Regions from separate parts of the Sus scrofa genome. Here region 2 is linked to region 1. Evidence: chromatin contacts called from public targeted proximity ligation data. All regions are on one chromosome and are shown on one strand. The core of a region is the stretch at or near the end of the contact, and the rest is flanking DNA. Distances in the headings are between cores, read along the strand shown.

Region 1 (5,787 bases), core at 2,703-5,202:
ACTGCTCTTGTATGCCTGCACCAAAGTGATTTCTCCAGGATCCACTCTTCATCTTTTCATCTCTAGTTTCTAAATCAGACTCTGGGACCAAGTGGTCAATCCTAGGTCACAAGTCCATGTTCTACCTCCAAGGGAGGCTGGGATTGAATATCTGGCATTTTCCATTTTCATAATGGTTGGAGGGGTCTGTTTCTCATGAGTCAGGGAATTCCCCAAACACCACTAGTGGGATTCAATACTGGGCAGGAACGTGCGGGTGCGCGCACATGCCTGCGCGCGCGCGCGCACACACACACACACACACACACACACACACACACACACACACACAATATCCGCTGCATCACTCTTGTATTCTCTTAAGGCTCGTTAGCCATCTACATTCAAAAATCAAGGAGCTACTAACCAGGATTTGTAAACCCTGGGGTTATGAGCAATCAGTCCTTTACTGTAACTCAGATTGTTTTAGCAGCTCAGTTCCCAACAATTGGGTTTTTCCAGCGGCTGAATTCTACTTGATGCAAGTGCAAAAACAAAGGGGGAAAGAATAGGCTATCTCCTCAAAATTCCCTGACCAAGGCTCCAGACTTGAGTGGGGGCATGGCTGTGTCTTGGAGCCCCTTGAATCATCCTTCAAATGACATCTGATGTATGCCCTGCCTCGCGAGGCCCTGGGTTCAGCGGGACAGCAGAGAACCCCCAGATTATTCTCTAATCACTCTCCACTTTTCCCTTAAGGCACTGTGAGTGAGCTGGAACTTTCTTTTTCCTGAGGCTTAAAAAATAAAACTGATACTTCAGAGCCTGATTTCCCCCTGTGTCATCTTTAATGTTTTCTTTTGACTACATATATCTGAATTCTGGAGAATTCAGGAGGAACCGACCCATTCTCAGTTTTAAGGGACTGGGGTTCCAAAATACAGGCTGGGTGTGGCCTTGAACCTCTTGTCACACAAGTAGGATGTGATTGGTAGAGTCCACATGCTGATTGAGAAACCACTGATTACAGTAAGTTACTTCTCTTACTCAAGAGTTTGTGTCTACCTGGACATGAAGAAAAATACAGACATCTCATCCAGGAAATTTCGCTTTTGCCTTTGTGTCAGTTGGAGGGTTTATAACATAGCACTATGGGAAGACACCTGCCTTTATATACTACTTGACCTCTAGAGCTGTAGTTGTGAAGCACAGATGGTGGCTGATTTGATTTTAGATGAGCTGCCAAGTTGTTCTTTTCCTAGGGGTCAGGCAAGCTCTGTGCCCTTTTCACCAAAGTCAGGTGCCATGCTCCACATGGAGAAGATAACTGTTTTTAAAGGATTGTATAATTTTCATCACTGCTAGAGTAATTGCCTTCCCTGAATTTCTCCCAATTTCTCTTGTGCAGAAAATCTAGACTGAGTTTCTCAGCTGCGGCACTGTTGACATTTTGGTCCAGATAACTGTTTGACCGGAGGGCATTGCATAATGTTTAGGAGCATCTCCAGATTATGCCCACTAGATGCCAGTAGCACATCCCATATCCCTGGTCATGACAATCAAGAGTCCTTGACATTGCCAGATATTCCTTGCTGGGCAAAATCTTTCCACTGATTAAGGACCACTGATAAACATATGGGCCCTTCAGTGATTTTTCCAGAGACTAGCTATACATCTGTGTACCAGAAGTAGACCTATCAAAAATCGTATTTTGGCTCTTTTTCTTTTTCTTTCTTTTTTTTTTTTTTTTTTTGCAATGGGTGTGCCTATAGGACATAGGTGTCATGAAAACCATCACTAAAACCTAAGCAAAAATGGGAAAGGAGAAGCTTCACACCAACACTGTCATCATTGGACACGCCGATTCAGGCGAGTCTACCACTACCGGTCATCTGATCTACAGATGCTGTGGGATCGACCAAAGAACCATTCGATAAACAGCCTGCCAAGGGGAATCCTCGAGGGGAAGGGCTCCTTCAAGTACGCCTGGGTCTTGGACAAACTGAAGGCTGAACACGAGTGTGGTATTACCTTTGACGTCTCTCTGTGGAAATTCAAGAACAGCAAGTTCTACGTGACCATCGTCGATGCTCCAGGACACAGAGACTTTATTAAAGACATGATTACAGGCACTTACCAGGCTGACTGTGCTGTCCTGATTGTTGCTGCTGGTGTTGGTGAATTCAAAGCCGGTATTTCCAAGAACAGGCAGATCTGTGAGCATGCTTTTCTGGCCTACACCCTGGGTGTGAAACAACTCATTGTTGGTGTTAACAAAATGGATTCCACTGAGCCACCCTACAGCCAGAAGAGATACGAGGAGATTGTTAAGGAAGTCAGCACCTACATTAAGAAAATTGGCTGTAATCCTAATACAGTAGTATTTGTGCCCATTTCTGGCTAGAATGGTGACAACATGCTGGAGCCAAGTGCTAACATGCCTTGTCCAAGGGATGGAAAGTCACCTGTAAAGATGACAAAGCCAGTAGAACCACGCTGCTTGAAGCTCTGAATTGCATCCTGCCACCAATTCGGCCAGTTGACAAGCCCTTGCATCTATCCCTCCAGGATGTCTACAAAATTGGTGATATTTGTACTGTCCTCTTGGGTTGAGTGGAGACTAGTGTTCCCAAACCTGGCATGGTAGTCACCTTTGCTCCAGTCAATGTCACAACTGAAGTAAAGTTTGTTGAACTGCTCCATGAAGCTTTGAGTCAAGACTTTCCTGGGGACAACATGGGCTTCGATGGCAAGAGCTTGTCTGTCAAAGATGTTCCTTGTGGCAATGTGGCTGGTGACAGCAAAAATGACCTAATGGAAACAGCTGGCTTTATAAGTGATTATCTTGAACCATCCTGACCAAATCAGTGCTGGATATGCACCTGTGCTAGATTGCCACACAGCTCACATTGCCTGCAAGTTTGCTGAACTGAAGGAGATCAATCGTCATTCTGGGAAAAAGCCAGGAGATGCCCCTGAGTTTTGAAATCTGGTGATGCTGCCATCATTGACATGGTTCTTGACAAGCCCATGTATGTTGAGAGCTTCTCTGACTATCCTCCGCTGGGCGGTTTTGCTGTTTGTGACATGAGACAGACAGTTGCTGTAGGTGTCATCAAAGCAGTGGACAAGAAGGCAGCTGGAGCTGGCAAGGACAACAAGTCTGCTCAGAAAGCTCAGAAGGCTAAATGAATGTTATCGCCAATATCTGCCACCCCAGGCTTAATTAGTGGTAGAAGAAATGTCTCAGAAATATTTGTCTCAATTGGCCATTTAAGTTTAATAGTAAAAGACTGGTTAATGATAACAATGCATTGTAAAAACTTCAGAAGATTTTGTGGACCATTTGTTTTGTGTGTGGCAGTTTTTAGTTTTTAAAATCAGTACTTTTTAATGGAAACAACTTAACCAAAAATCTGTCACAGAGGAGTTTCCGTCATAGCGCAGGGGAAATGAATCCAACCAGGAACCATGATGTTTTGGATTCGATCCCTGGCCTCTTTCAGTGGGTTAAGGATCCGGGGTTGCCCTGAGCTGTGGTGTAGGTCACAGACACAGCTCAGATCTGGCGTTGCTGTGGCTGTGGCGTAGGCCAGCAGCTGTAGCTCTGATTCAACCACTAGCCTAGGAACCTCCATATGACACAGATGTGGGCCCCCTCCCAAAAAAAGAGTCTGTCACAGAATTTTGAGACCCATTTAAAAAAGTTTAATGAGGAAAAAAAACGTATTTGGGAAGTGGCCACCTAGTTACTTAAGCATGGCCCACATCTGCCAATTTTGCCAAGGTTATCTATTAGAGCTCCCTGGGTACCTTTTAAAGAAATACTGATGCCCAAAACCTACCTCAAACACAAATGAACTCTGGGTGAAGATCTCTAGAACCACCAACTTAGAGGCTAATAATTATAATCTGAAAGGATTTTGTGAAGTGTTCCCCACAACAGCCACTAGAGGGAGGTGTAGCAATATATTTCCCCTACCTGCACCCCAGCATCCCCAACAACTTCGCTTGCACTGAAAGGATGTGGACTCTGTCCCAGACTTGCTGAAACTGTGGCTGGATTCTCATCAGTTCACAGCACTTACAGGCTGGAGGGAAAACTGACCCTTCCCCTTAGAGATAAGGAGGGCCAATGTGGGTTGATAACAGACTCTAATCAAAGTTAACTGCCATACATTGATTTCACAGAAGACTCTTAATTTTACTCAATGCTTCACTCATTCGACAAATTGTTATTAAGTTCCTACTAAGTGTTAGAGGTTGTCACCCAGGAGGAGATACAAAGAACAAGGCAATTAAAATACTATGATAGGTAGAAAACCACATGATCTTCTGGGACAACCTGAAAGTAAAAGGCGATGCTGTTAACAATTACACTGGGGCAGTGGCTGGGAAACCAGAACGACAGAGAGGGTGAGGCGTGTTCAGCAAGCACACAGAGGTGCACAAAACTCAGACTTCAGGAGAGAGGGGATTAAGTTTGTTTAAATAATTAGTTAAAAAGTTTTAAGTAACAATGGAAATTAAAATCTCCTTCTCCTAATAGTCCATGGTGTCTAAGTCTCCTTTTTTCAATTATCTATTGCATGACACCTGCCCCTTACATGCCCCTCCCACTGTCCTGACTGCTCTCCTCTAGACATAGTTGGGTTTGTCCATGCTTCTTAAAATGTACTGCTCAAGACTGAACTCTGCTTTAGATGTAAAGTATACCAATGCAGACAAGAGTGAAACTGTTATCTTCCAGTATCTTCTGCAGCTATTTTGGTTTTTAATTGGACTCAGGTCCACAGAAATGGATGAATACAATTTGCATATTCCTCATTTCATTGTATATAATCATCACTGGTCCATGTACTAGGCCTCTTTCATCTCATTTTAATATTGTATTTTCCCCTTCATACCCCATCCCTGTTCTCTTTCTGCTTCCCACCTCCCTGTCCCTGGATAGAATCTGTCAAATGTGTTCATTAAGTGCATGTTTACAAGTATATATGGATCTCTAGAACTGTTTTGAAGTTACATATGTAGACATTTCATTCTATTTTCAGTTTCATTTTGGTTTTGTTGCTCAATATTGTGATTCTTGGACATTTCCAAGTTGAAACATGTAGCTTTAGCTTAGTTTTTTTGAATATTGTATAGTATTATATGGAACTCTAGAACTGTTTTGAAGTTACACATGTAGACATTTCATTCTGTTTTCAGTTTCATTTTGGTTTTGTTGCTCAATATTGTGATTTTTGGACATTTCCAAGTTGAAACATGTAGCTTTAGCTTAGTTTTTTTGAATATTGTATACTATTATATCCTACAGACATGCTACATTTCATCTACCGATTTCCTTATTGATAAGCATTGAAGTTTTTCCAAACAATACTATGATGAACAACCTTATATTTGTCATTTTATATCTCTTTTGCCACCCATGTAAGTAATTCTCTGGGCAGTACCTGGGGTAGAATTCCTGGGTAATAAATTATGCAAATACTCAACTCTCTAGATGTATTCAATTATTCTGCAAAATTTATACTCCTACTGACAGTACACTAGAGTTCCTCGTTTCCCCCTTCTTCAATAACACTTGATATCATCTAAGTTTTTTTCAATCAAGTATGTGATATAGTAGTTTTAATTTTCACTTCTCTCACACTTAATGAGGGATACTGCAACCCTTCACATGCTTGTTTGCTGTTCTACTTTCCATTTTTATGAATTGCCTATGCATATTATTGACTAATTTTCCCACTAGATATTCTATTCTATTCTGGATAATATGCAGGGTTTTCCTATGTATTTGGGACA
Region 2 (6,701 bases), core at 2,064-4,563, 130 kb after region 1:
AAGAAAGTCTCTCCAGGAGGCAGAAATTCAGGTGGCCTCACCAGCTGTCCACTTTGGAGGGAGATGACACATGAGAAACATCTAACTGGTTGGACTGTTCAGACCAACTTGGTCAGACTCTTCAAAGAAAGACAAAATTTGAAGATGTGTGAAAAGGAAGTCTGAGAGAGACCTGTGTGAAGTGGCCAGAATGTGAAGGCATTTGCATCTCATGTAAATGTCCTTTAAAATACTGGGGTTTCCCAAAAAACACATGAAAAGATTTTCAACATTGCTAATTATTAAATAAATGTGAATCAAAACTACAATGAGGTTATCACCTCACACCAGACAAAATGGCCATCATCAAAAGTCTACAAACAATAAATGCTGGAGAAGGTGTGGAGAAAAGCGAACCTTCCTACACTGCTGGTGGGAATGTAAATTGGTGCAGTCCCTATGGAAAACAGTATGGCAGTTCCTCAAAAAACTAAAAATAGAACTACCATGTGATCCAGCAATCCCACTCCCGGGCATCTATCCAGAGAAAACTCTAATTCAAAAAAATACATGCACCCCCAGTGTTCATAGCAATACTATTTACAATAGCCAAGACTTGGAAGCAATCTAAATGTCCATCAACAGATGAATGAATAAAGAAAATGTGTTACAGATATACAACGAAATATTACTCAGCCATAAAAAAGAATGAAATAATGCCATTTTCAGCAACATGGATGGACCTAGAGATTCTCATACGAAGTGAAGTCAAAGAAAGACAAACATATGATATCACTTACACGTGGAATCAAAAAAAAAAAAAGGATATAGGAGTTCGAGTTGTGGCGCAGTGGAAACGAATCCGGCTAGGATCCAGGAGGATTCCAGTTGGATCCCTGGCCTCCATCAGTGGGTTAAGGATCTGGCGTTGCCGTGAGCTGTGGTGTAGGTCGAAGATACAGCTCGGATCTGGCATTGCTGTGGCTGTGGCATAGGCCAGCAGCTATAGCTCCGATTCAACCCCTAGCCTGGGAACCTCCAAATGCCACACGTGTGGCCCTAAAACGTCACCAAAAAAAAAGGCAGGGGATGTAAATGAACTTATTTAAAACCAGAAACATACTTCTAAAATAAACTTATGGTTACCAAAGGGGACAGGTGAAGGGGATGGATGGATCGAGGGTTTGGGACGGGCATTGGTATGCCATTGTATATGGAATGGATGGTCAACAGGGACCTGCTGTATAGCACAGGGAACCCTACCCAATATTCTGTGATAACCTATATGGAAAAAGAATGTGAAAAAGAATGGATACGTGTTATGTGTATAACTGAATCGCTTTGTTGTACAGCAGAAATTATCACAACATTGTGAATCAACTATATTTCAACATAACTGAAAAAAAAACTGCGTTTCCCAAGCTCTGGGTTCCTCAACTATGACACAAACCTTCTGTTCACAGAGCATTTTCCTGGGCTTCTCTGCATCATCCAGTGGGACTTGGGGACAAGGAAAATGGATGAAAACATGAAGCTCTTGTGCCTGCTGGGCTGTGAGCAATGAAGTCCTTTGTTTCCAGTCCTGTAGTCCTGTGCCTTCTTCAGCATCTGTGGAACAGTGGCAGGCAAACTTGTTAGCTTGCGAGTAGGATAAAATCTCAGCTCCTTCAGACAATACCAAGTATGGGCGAGAATGTGGAGAAATTGAAATTCTCATACATTGCTCATGGGAATGTAAAACGGTACGTACACCTTGATAAATCGTTGCTCAGTTTCTTAAAAAGTTACCCATAAATGTATCATATGACCAAATAATTCCACTCCTAGGAATCTCTCCAAAAGAAATGAACACCTATGCCCATACATTATAGTCGAAACTAGAAAAAATGCACATATCCATAAACTGGGGAATTAATAAGCAAAATGTGCTATCTCCATATCATAACTTTTTTTTTAATCTCGGCTCCTTCAAAAAAAGAAAAAAAAGGAACTCCCATCATGGCTCAGTGGTTAACGAACCCGACTAACATTCATGAGGACTCGGGTTGGATCCCTGGCCCTGCTCAGTGGGTTAAGGATCCGGCATTGCCATGAGCTGTGGTGTAGGTTGCAGACGAGGCTCGGATCTGGCGTTGCTGAGGCTGTTGCGTGGGCCAGAAGCTATAGCTCTGATTCGACCCCTAGCCTGGGAACCTCCATATGCCACGGGTGCGGCCCTAAAAAGACAAAAGACAAAAATAAATAAAAAATAAATAAAAATCTCAGATCCTTCATAATTGTTAACAGTTTTGGCAATGAGGATGTAATGCTGAGAGACTTGGTTTTCTGGCAGAGAAGAGTAAAGGGGCTTTTTGTGTTTGGGAGATAAGAGAGACTCCCCACTGTAGTTCCCGTTGTGGGGCAGTGGTTAACAAATCTGACTAGGAAATATGATGTTGCAGGTTCGATCCCTGGCCTTGCTCAGTGGGTTGAGGATCCGGCGTTGCTGTGAGCTGTGGTGTAGGTCACAGACGAGGCTCGGATCCCCCGACGCTGTGGCTCTGGTGTAGGCCGGCAGCTACAACTCCGATTGGATCCCCAGCCTGGGAACCTCCATATGCTGGGAGCGGCCCAAGAAATGGCAAAACGACAAAAAAAAAAAAAAAAAAAAAAAAAAAAAGAGAGAGAGAGAGAAAGAGAGAGAGATTCCCCATGATTCATCAGGAAGAGCTCTCATCCAAGTAGAGGGCAAGAGCTGAGGAATAAGGGGTCCTCCCACCAATTCCACCTGTTCGTGCAGCTGAGAGGTGAGAGTTAAGATTGAGGGAAGCTGTTCAAATGGTGTTTGGCTGTTCATTTTTCCGCTGAGGGAGAGGAGGAAGAGATGTTATTGCCACAATGCCACAGCAAGCTCCACAAGTACTAGTCATAAGACAAGAAGGCAGTGATTCTTTAGACAAGATATCCCCTAAGTTAAAATTAGGAAATAGAGGAGTTTCCGTTGTGGCACAATGGAAACAAATCTGGCCAGGACCCATGAGGTTGCAGGTTCGACTCCTGACCTTGTTCAGTGAGTTAAGGATCCGGCGTTGCCATCAGCTGTGGTGTAGTTCGCAGACGTGGCTCGAATCTGACGTTGCTGTGGCTCTGGCATAGGCCGGTGGCTACAGCTCCCATGAGACCCCTAGCCTGGGAACCTCCATATGTTGCGGGTGCAGCCCTAAAAAGGACAAAAGAGAAGAAAAAAAAATTAGGAAATAGAGCTTTGGGTAGACCAAAATCAGAAGTTTGGTTAACCCAAGCCTGGGCCCATCACATGAAATGGAAAGTAAGCGCAAAACCTCTCCTACTGACACAGAACTACTCTCAAGATTCTGGTTAAGTCATCACCCCCGGTTCCACAGAGAAACGCTATCCTTGTCTTCCAAAGCTGTTACAAGTTGAGCTACTTTATATTAGCTGTTTACAGAAAGCCTCTCTAGGAGATGACAGTTGGCTGACATTTGAATGACAAGAGCCTGATAAGAGAAGGTCAAGTGGGCAGCATTGCAGACAGAGGATACCTAAGGCAAAGACCCTTCCCTGAAAATGAGCAAAATGTGTTCCCGGACTCTGGGGAATGAGAAAAAGAGAGGAGTCATGCATAAGGCCTATGCTTTTTAGCTTGAGCAAGTAAGTGGATGGTAATGCTGTTTAATGAAACATGGTCACCAGAAAAGAAGCAGACTTGAGTAGGGAATCTGTTCTAGAGTTCTGGGGAGAAGCGAGAGCAAGAAAGAGTTGAGTGTGGAGTTCCTGTTGAGGTACAGTGGAAACAATCCAACTAGGAACCATGAGGTTGAGGGTGCAATCTCTGGCCTCTTTCAGTGGGTTAGGGATCTGACATTGCTGTGAGCTGTGGTGTAGGCTGCAGACCCGGCTCAATCCCACGTTGCTCTGGCTGTGGCATAGGCCGGCAGCTGTAGCTCCGATTCGACCCCTAGCCTGGGAACCTCCACATGCTGCAGGTGCAGCCCTAAAAAGAAAAAAAAGAAAAAAATGGCATATACCTGACACTTACTATATGTGTTAGGTGCTTATGATGTGCCAGGCATTATCTAAGCAGTTTATGAATATTTTCTTAGTTATACTCTCAACATCCATATAAAGTTAGCACTGTATTCTTACCTTCATTTCAAAGATGAAGAAACAGGGAGTTCCCTGGTGACTCAGTGGGTTAAGGATCCAGCATTGTCACTGCTGTGGCAGTGTCAATCCCTGGCCCAGGAACTTCCACACGCTGTGGATGCAGCCAAAAAAAAAAAAAAAAATGGTTTTTTTTGGCCGCCCCACAGCATATGGAGTTCCCAAGTCAGGGATCAGATCTGAGCCACAGTTGCAACCTACACCACAGCTGCAGCCATGCCAGATCCTTAACCCACTGTGCTGGGCTGGGGGTCGAACCTGCATTGTGGTGCTGCAGAGATGCCACCGATCCGATTGAGCCACAGTGAGAGCTCCCCAAATGGTTTTTTAATTAAAAGAATAAACAGGGAGTTCCCCTCGTGGCTCAGTGGTTAACAAATCCGACTAGGAACCATGAGGTTGCAGGTTTGATCCCTGGCCTCGCTTAGTAGGTTAAGGATCCGGGATTGCCATGAGTTGTGGTGTAGGTTGCAGACATGGCTTGGATCCGGAGTTGCTGTGGCTGTGGCGTAGGCCGGCAGCTACAGCTCCGATTGGACCCCTAACCTGGAACCTCCATATGCCTTGGGAGCGGCCCTAGAAAAGGCAAAAAGACAAAAAAATAAAAATAAATAAATAAACAAAAACTAAGAAACAAAGAAAATTCTCCCAAGGTCAGTAGCTTATGGAGGTAAAGTCAGAAGAAAAACCCAGGCAGACTGAATCCAAGAGGCCAAGTGCGATACCACTATGATATATTATCTGGTGTTCAGTGGTATTTAAAGCTGTGAAACCAGATCATTCAGGGACAGAGTATAGGTAAAGAGAAAAGGGCACTGAAGTGCTGTGACATTTAGTCATGTCCTTTCAGAATTTATAATTTCCTCTGTCTGGTTCTGTCCTTACCAGACAGGATACTAATTTATCAATTTATCTGTTTCATCAGGAACCACCTGCACAGATGACCAACCCAGTTCCTAAACTAGACCTACCAGCTCTTATAAATTAATAAAGTAGAATTCTTACTTATAACTATCTGTATGGTTGGTTTGATTCCATTATTTCCCTTTGATTAATTGGTAAGAATAGAATGTCTGGACAAGTGCTAAAACCCTAAAGCACCCAGCAGGCTTTCCGGAGCATCTCTTTAGCCACAATATGTGTCATTCCGGGAATTCTGGAAAGTAGAGTTTCCATATAACATATAAAAATTCAAAGAAAATAAAATTCTGAATTGAAAATACTAAACTCAGGATTTTGCTCACAGTGCACCCGGTTTCAGTCACTATTTATAAGCTTTGTCAAGACCTTGACCTCAGAAGGAACCATGGCAGCTGAGGAACATCAAGTACCAGGTGAGGACTCTGTGGTCTAAATATGAGGGGTTTTTCTTTTTTTAATATTTTCTTAGAATTTTTTTAAAAGTACAGGTGATTTACCATGTCCCTTCAATTTCTGCTGTGTAGCAAAGTGGCTCAGTCAGACACATGAACATTCTTTTTGTTCATCGTCTCTTCCATCATGTTCTAACACACGAGATTGGATGTGGTTCCCTGTGCTGTACAGTCGGATCCCGTTGCTTACCCACTCCAAATGCAACTGTTTGCATCTTAAATATAAGGGGTTTCATGGAATTTCCATCATGGCTCAGTGGTTAACAAATCCGACTAGGAACCATGAGGTTGCAGGTTCGATCCCTGGCCTTGCCCAGTGGGTTAAGGATCCGGCATTGCTGTGAGCTGTGGTGTAGGTCACAGACTCCACTCGGATCTGGTGTTGCTGTGGCTCTGGCTTAGGCCGGTGGCCACAGCTCCGATTAGACCCCTAGCCTGGGAACCTCCATATGCCTCAGGAGCGGCCCTGGAAAAAAGGCAAAAAGACAAAAAAAAAAAGAAACCCCTCATATATATACATACATATATATAATATATATATTTATGGAGGTTCCCGGGCTAGGGGTCTAATCGGAGCTGTGGCCGCCAGCCTACGCCAAAGCCATAGCAATGCGGGATCCAAGCCGCATCTACGACCTACACCACAGCTCATGGCAATGCCAGATCCTTAACCCACTGAGCAAGGCCAGGGATCGAACCTGCAACCTCATGGTTCCTAGTCGGATTCGTTAACCACTGGGCCACGACGGGAACTCCTATGAGGGGCTTCTAAAATGTCTCTCTTTTCTTTAGTTTTGAACAATTGGTATATAAATCTATAGCAGCAGGGCACCTCAGATTCTCCAGTTCTCTCTCCCTCAATGAAAAAAGAAAAGATAAATGTACACCAATATTCATAGCAGCATTATTCACAATAGCCAGCATATGGAAGCAACCTAAACGTCCACCAACAGGGATGTGGATAGTGAAGATCTGGTGTATTATAAATATATAATAATCTATAATCTATAAAAGTCACTGTATTGTACACCTGAAACTAATGTAATATTGTAAAGCAACTACAATTAAAAAAGAAAAAGAGGAGTTCCCATTGTGGCTCAGCGGGCTAAGAACCCAATGTAGTCTCCAAAAGGTTTGATCCCTGGCCACACTCAGTGGGTTAAAGATCTGGTGTTGCCACAAGTT

The links.
Region 2: a targeted proximity ligation map of alveolar macrophages shows a contact between it and region 1. A contact is called at or near these places in 2 of 5 promoter capture datasets (fetal liver and liver), 19 of 47 Hi-C or Micro-C datasets (alveolar macrophages, blood, brain and 10 more) and 1 of 2 datasets of targeted methods (alveolar macrophages).

Annotation. Positions count from the first base shown.
Region 1 is chr4:89,908,814-89,914,600 of Sscrofa11.1, forward strand. It overlaps the pseudogene LOC100511506. Among named protein-coding and RNA genes, the nearest start is that of CD84, 20 kb to the right of the region's middle.
Region 2 is chr4:90,037,243-90,043,943 of Sscrofa11.1, forward strand. No RefSeq gene overlaps it. Among named protein-coding and RNA genes, the nearest start is that of VANGL2, 40 kb to the right of the region's middle.